Linked DNA regions of Mus musculus: region 2 is linked to region 1. A link is a contact called in public Hi-C data. All regions are on one chromosome and are shown on one strand. Each heading gives the region's core, a stretch centred on a gene start, on an enhancer-like site or on the middle of the called end of the contact. The rest is flanking DNA. Distances are from core to core; before and after follow the strand shown.

Region 1 (3,186 bases), core at 277-2,776:
GGTATTTCACTAATATTGATGATTTATATAGATTTTTTTCCTATTGAATGTATTTCACTATGTGATAACTATGATGTTGTATCAAAGTAAAATAGTATATTTTCATTGGTTTTGACTTGTTCTTCATTACCTGGCTATGGCTTCAGTTCAACAAAAATTATTTTCCAAGTCACTGAAAAAGATTCTGTGTCTTTTAGCTACTATAGGAATAGTCAAATTTTTTATTTTCAGTAGAAATTATTTCATCTAATCTAACTATCCCACAGAATTACGTTTTATTAGTTTTTACTCTCATATTCTTTATTTATTTTTATGTGTATGGGTATATTGATTGTATGCATGTCTGTTTATCATGTGTGTGGCTGATGCTTATAGACTTCAGAAGAGGGTGTTGGATCTCCTGGACCTGTTCTTATAGACAGCTGTGAGCTGTCCTGTGGGTAGTGGGAATCAAGCCCTGGGCCTGGGGAAGAGAAGCCAATACTGCTGAATCTCTCATCTGTTACCCAACCGTAAGATAGTGTCATTGTTTTTATTGAGATAATTCATATAATTTACTCTCTTAATGTACATAGCATTCTGACGTGATCACATGACTATAAAATCATTACCACTATCTAATTCTAGAGCATATTCATTAGTCCAGTAAAATGTATGGAGTCACTTCTTTCTCTTCTACCTTTACATAGGTTCCAAGGATTGAACTCAGGCCACCAAGCTTGTGACAAGTCCCCTTTACATGATGAGCCATCTGACTGACACTGATAATTATTATAAATTAAGTATATTATCAACTTATGATACAGCAATTCTCCAAGGTATATACACAGGAGGTCTGAATGCCTATGTTTACCAAAAGGCTTGGGCACGAGTGCACATAACGATGCCAAAGTGAAAACAACCCAATTGCTCATCAACAACACAAGCAAACTGCAGTGTAGTCCACAGTGGAGAAGAGAACTTGTGATATGAGAAAAATACGGATGAAGCCCAAAAGTATAGTTCAGAAATGAGGGTTCCATTGGCAGGACATTCAAGAAAGGGCAGGGAGTAGTCTGTGGTGGCTGAAATGTCTCTTGCCTTTGGGATATGTAATTAATAGCAGAGGAGAGCTTTCTGAAGTGAAGACAATAACTCTGAAGCTAAATGCAGCTGTTGCTTGACTGCATTTGTTGAAAGTCACTGACCTGCATGTAGAAGATATGTGTATTTTAAATTATAGTTTAATGAAGCAGAAAGAATCAGACTCATGATGAAAACATTGTAAAAGTTCCATGCCTTCTTAAAAATGCAATAGTATATTATATAGTTAGTGTGGTATTTTAGTGTCAATCTCTAGTACTGATGACTGTGGTCAGGATCTCTATTTGTGCTGGCCAGTGCATATGTCTTCTTGATACACACTAGGACCATCTTGGAAGAAGGAGTCTTAATCGAGAAAATGCCAGTTGTCTTGGAGGCAAGTCTGTAGGGCGTTCCGTGGTTGATAACTGATGTGGGAGAGCCAGCTTCCGTGTGGGTAGTGCTGCTTCTGGGCAGGTGGCCCTGGTGAAATAAGAAAGAAGACTGAGCAGATTATGAGGAGCAAGCCAGGAACAGCTTTCCTCTGTGGCTTTTGCCTCATTCCTGCACTATTTTCAGTTCCTGCTTTGATTTCCTCCAGTAATTGACTGTTACCTGGATGTATAAGAGGAAATAAAACCCTTTGCTCCACCAGTTGCTTTTATTCATGGTCTATCACAGCAATATATACCTAACTAAGGCACTACTCTGCTTCGGATTCATTATCTCATTTTGTTTGATCTGTTCCTTCATGTACTCTTTCCACATGACTATTATTCTGTGCTTACGCTTTACCACGTAAGAGCTTGGGGATTGCTTGGAATAAGGGACAAAGTAAACATAGTAATGAGAGGGTTAACAGTTAACCAATTTCAACTAGTTAACACTCTGAGGACAATTTATTTGTGTGCTACTGGAGAAGCCCTTGGGGTTAGAGAGAAGTAGAACATTTGAGAAGGTAGGAATGACGGTGTCAAGGCAGGAGGATCTTGAATTAGAGGCTTGTCTGAGCTATAAATGGACACCCTGCCCCAAAACCAAGGCAGGAGGATCTTGAATTAGAGGCTTGTCTGAGCTATAAATGGACACCCTGCCCCAAAACAACATATGGCTGAGGATATTCCTCACTCATTCGAGTGCCTAGCAGGAATATACTCTTAGGGAAAACTGTGCCTGTGACGGCCCATGCCTGCAATCTTGGTGATTGCCTTGATGAATCAGACCTTTCTTTATTAAAGTATACTTTGAAATGCACTGATCACCAATTGAAAGGTCATCCATAGCTACATAGCAAGTTTGAGCGGCCAGTCTGGGATAAAACCTCGTCTCAAAAAGCAAATAAATAATAAAAATAAAACAAATATAAAATCTTTAATACATTTCTGTATTCTGGGCACATATCTAATAATATTACATCTACAGCTTTTAAAAGTTATTTTCCCATATAGCTGTTTTTTAGAATTATCTTTCCAAGAAAGCAGACCACATCTGAAATTTTCTGTAAGTACAAGAGAAGTTTTAAAAATATATTTATACATAGAAAGTAAATCCTTTCTGAGTCTGGCATGGTGGTATATTCCTGTAATCTCAGCACACAGAAGGCAGAGGAACTGGTTATCTGTTACTTCTAGACAGTCAGAGCTACATGGTAAAACTCAATCTCAAAAAAGTCAAAAACAAAAGAACAAAGTAAAATCCTTGGTGGTTGAACAGAAATTGAATCCTGTATGATGCTCTGAGTTTCATGCAATGAGATGGTTATACCTTTAGTTTGTATTTTGTTGGCTAAATATATATTAGCAGCATATATAAAACAAGACAAAGAGGCATGGAGTTGAGATTCTGGGAAGTGGTGTTGAATTCTACTGTCCAAATTTACAGCACAGTGAGACGGTTGTCTTTCCTTATAGTGCTGTGTGGCCTAAGTGGGAGTGGCAGGCTATGGAATCTTATCATTGGCACTGTAGGGTGATGTAGAAAGGAATTTTCCAAGTTTGCTCCAGCATGCCCTCCATAGCCTCCCTTCCCTTTCTCTACTCCCAAGAATGGTAGGTATTATGTCTTGTTTGTTTGTTTCTTAATTCACATAGCAATTCTGTTTACTTTCTCTCTGGGAATTGTGTT
Region 2 (3,467 bases), core at 779-3,278, 150 kb after region 1:
CCAAAGGTATATCAAACAGGTCTTGTTTATTGTGCCAAAACATCAATGAGATTACTCTGCTTCTCCTGTTTGTCCAGGCCCTGGAAATCACTGCTCCCTGGGTCTCCTGACGTCTCCTACCTTAGTTTATTTCCCTTCTCTACTCAGGTAATGAGACACATCTTTTAGGGCTTTCCTGTTTTACTTCTAGGGTTTTTTTTTTTTTAAACCCCTGCTGCTATTTCTGGGATAATGTATCTCTCCCTCCTATGGCAATAAACTTTGTGTTTGTGGGAGAGACCCTGCATACAGTTTCTTCTTTGTGCTTCCTCTCACTACATATCTGGAAACAATCATGGAACAGATCTGCAGCCCCCTAGAGTGGCTCTGAAACCTAGGAACCTGACTACTCAAAACTAATTACCTTCAGGAAGTCTACTCAGGAAGGCTGCAGACAACAGCCACTACAATCACCCTCTCTGATTGCAACTCCGCACCTCGCCTCTATCAGCTATAAATAACCAACAGGAAAATGAACTTGAGATAAAAACTTAAAATGCTAAAAATATGGAAAAATTAATAGGTGGTACTGCTGGCCACAGATGATGACTGGAGATTCAATGACATTAATGTCAGGACAAAATCATTTGTACTTTGCAACTGCTAAAATGCCAAAGACTTTAGTAGATCTTTACAGGGACTCTACAGAGACGTGAAAATTGAATTCCCAAGGCTTTTATCTGCCCTTCTCTCTGAAACTGAAAAGTACCTTTTATTTTAATGCTTTAAATTTTGGTTGATGATGATGGTGTGCTAGACACCACCACATTACATGTATATTCGTTTCCTTTGAGGGTAAAATCCCACTATAAAAGAGGGGTGAGACAGTACTCAGAGGCCACAGGACCAGATTAATTATAAACCTAGCCAACTGAACCTGAATTTTGTTCAAATACTTCCTGTCTTTTGTTTCAACCTGCCATACACCTTCAAGGTTAACTGCAGTTTCCCTGAGCAACGGACCAGCCCACTCCAAATTGGGAGATGGGGACTCCTTCTGCAAAGGCATTTACTGACTCCTCGGCACCATTTCATTTGAAAATATGGTATTATTCAGTGACTGTCAAACAATACACACTGCATTCCTACCCACACAAGGCCAGCTCTGCTGAAAGCTAACACACCCACCTTGCTATGAAATATGCGGATGCTTCCCTACTAAGTTCTCAAGAGAAGAAACCGGGTAGAAAGCAAAATCGAAAGGCAACTCAAACCTAAAAAGCCCCTAAAAGCTGGTTTCTCCCAAAAGAAACAGAAAGGGCAAGAAAGGTACAAAGGGCGATGGGAAGAAGATAATGTATAATTTAAGCCGGGGAGCTTTCAACACTCAGAAAGAGAATACAGGATCTGGGGAGGCTGTAGGAGCAATCACAGGCTGGGGGATGGGAAGAGCTAAAAGAGGGGGAAAGGCCGCTTTGGCTGTTGGAGGTGTCTGTCTGGGTTTCGTCTTTTTTTCTCCCCCTCGCCCATCCCTCATAAGGAAAACGCTGGTTTGTGTGTGTGTGTTTAAATCTTATACAGAACCCTAGTTCTGGACCCACGCTTGCCAGCAGGGACAGATGTGGGAAAGGATGTCTGAATTCGCAGGGATCCAATATAGGGGTGGGGGCTGCAGCCTAGAAAACGGTACCCACCAGTACCACTCTGAGGCTAGGGCTGGGCAAAAGGCGACCTAGAGTGAGACAGGTCAGGAGGAGACCCCTGCTGAGGGGCGGAGGCTAGCGAGAGACAATGAACAATCGTAAAGACCCCGGAGGATGCCGCGACGCCTCCTTGGGGAATCCCGGGATCTGGAGGCGGCGGCCCCGCCCCCTAGGGGGACCATCCCTACCCCGACAGGGACTTCTGCTGAAAGCCACTCACGCTCCGGGCCAGGAGGCTCTCTCGGAGACCCGGCTCCCCCGGCACCGCAGAGCCCCGAGCCCACGCTCCGTACCTGGCCTCGGCGCTCCGGGATCCTTCCCCGCCGCCGCCTCCGCCGCCCGCTCCCCATCCCCAGCCTCCCAGGACCCGCCCCTTACCCGCCGGCGGCAGTGACAGGCAGATACCCTCGCCAATCATAGCTTTACCCTTGCGGCTCTGAAACCAATCCTCGCCGCCTGAAGGCGGGGCTTCTCCAAAGTCATCCCGGCTCCTCCTGGGGCCGCAAGATCCCTTTTGTTTGGGAGAGCCAGGCTGGGATTGAGCTGGCGTCACTTCCGGGAGGAAGTACCCTCCTCTGGTCCGCTGGAGTCTGTGCTCGCTCTGGTCTCCGCCCGGGTTCTGCAACTTTTCAGGACCCTGGGAACACCTTGTGGTGGCTTAATTGAGGGTTTATCTAAAATGTGAATAAAAGAAGTGAGTTTTAGCGTTTGTTTTCGAATTAGTATTGAAAACCTAGTAACGTGTCTTCTTTGCCCCCCCCCCCTCTCTCTCTCTCTCTCTCTCCCTCTCTCTCTCTCTCTCTCCCCCTTGGGTGTGGTGCTGGAAAGCAAGGGCGCAAGACCATCTTCTTTACCACATCACACTATGTACACAAAGGGAGACGCTGGGGTGGAAGCACCTGGTAGAGAGCATAACCCCTACCGACTTGCCTTTCAGGGCAAAGCCAAATAGCTGCAAACTTACCTGGTGTTTCCCCACACTGTGCTTGCCATTCATGTATGTGGGGGGCTATTTTATATGTTTGGGCCCCGTCATACCGTGGACCATGCATTTGTAACGAAGCCGAAACGGAACAGTAGGATGAGGGGAAATGGCTGGCCTCTTGAGCACAGGAATGCAGATCTTAGTGATAGAAACAAGACCTGGAGGGAAGAGATTGCACTCTACCATACATAGCCTGCACTTCAGCACCACAAGTGACTGAACTGTTTAAATAGCCGCATTGCTTTAAAGAACTTGTAACACGTACATATAAGAACTCAAGTATTTGAGTGCACAAGTAACATATTACGCGGAATACATTATTCCTAATTTTCACAATATTCAGCAAGAGACTATTAGGGACACACACACACACACACACACACACACAAAAAGCCCTCTGCTCATGGTTCTCAACCTGTGGGTCACGACCCCCTAGACAACCATTATAAAAATATCTACATTACAATCTAGAACAGCAAAATTACAGTTATGAAGTAGCAGCGTAATTATGTTTGAGGGAGTCACTATAACATGAGGAACTGTATTAAAGGACAGTAGCACTAGGAAGGTTGAGAACCACTGCCCTAGGCAAACAGCCCTCGAGACAGGTACAGTTTACAGTCTGGGTAAAGAGATACCCAGCCCAAGTAATCACGGTTTAGAGGAAGTCAAACAGTATTTCTTGTCCACACAGCGCTTCGTTCATCCATATACTATCTGTGTCAGTGCTGTGTGGGAAGACTGTCTTACCCTGCAATGTGGATAGCACTGTAAGAAATTAAGATGAGAAGACGAAGTCA

The links. A called contact is a pair of places that touch in the nucleus more often than the background predicts.
Region 2: a Hi-C map of cortical neurons shows a contact between it and region 1. The contact joins the promoter of Cttnbp2nl here to the enhancer-like site in region 1. A contact is called at or near these places in 5 of 39 promoter capture datasets (3T3-L1-derived adipocytes, the HPC-7 cell line, HPC-7-derived erythroid cells and 2 more), 7 of 484 Hi-C or Micro-C datasets (the G1E-ER4 cell line, bone marrow-derived macrophages, cerebral cortex and 2 more), 3 of 115 datasets of contacts at active chromatin or transcription factors (embryonic stem cells and stem cell-derived neural progenitor cells) and 2 of 9 other capture datasets (embryonic stem cells and liver).

The regions. Positions count from the first base shown.
Region 1 is chr3:104,904,060-104,907,245 of GRCm38.p6, forward strand. The region is part of intron 11 of St7l (suppression of tumorigenicity 7-like); the gene reads left to right. Among named protein-coding and RNA genes, the nearest start is that of St7l, 41 kb to the left of the region's middle. Within about 2 kb of position 1,527, at least 6 of the 459 cell types and tissues checked have an H3K27ac peak or open chromatin away from gene starts, as enhancers often do. A contact at or near this core is called in cortical neurons, where this site is marked.
Region 2 is chr3:105,050,925-105,054,391 of GRCm38.p6, forward strand. It overlaps Cttnbp2nl (CTTNBP2 N-terminal like), which reads right to left and starts at 2,029. Exons shown (of 6, transcript NM_001163332.1): 1 at 1,976-2,029.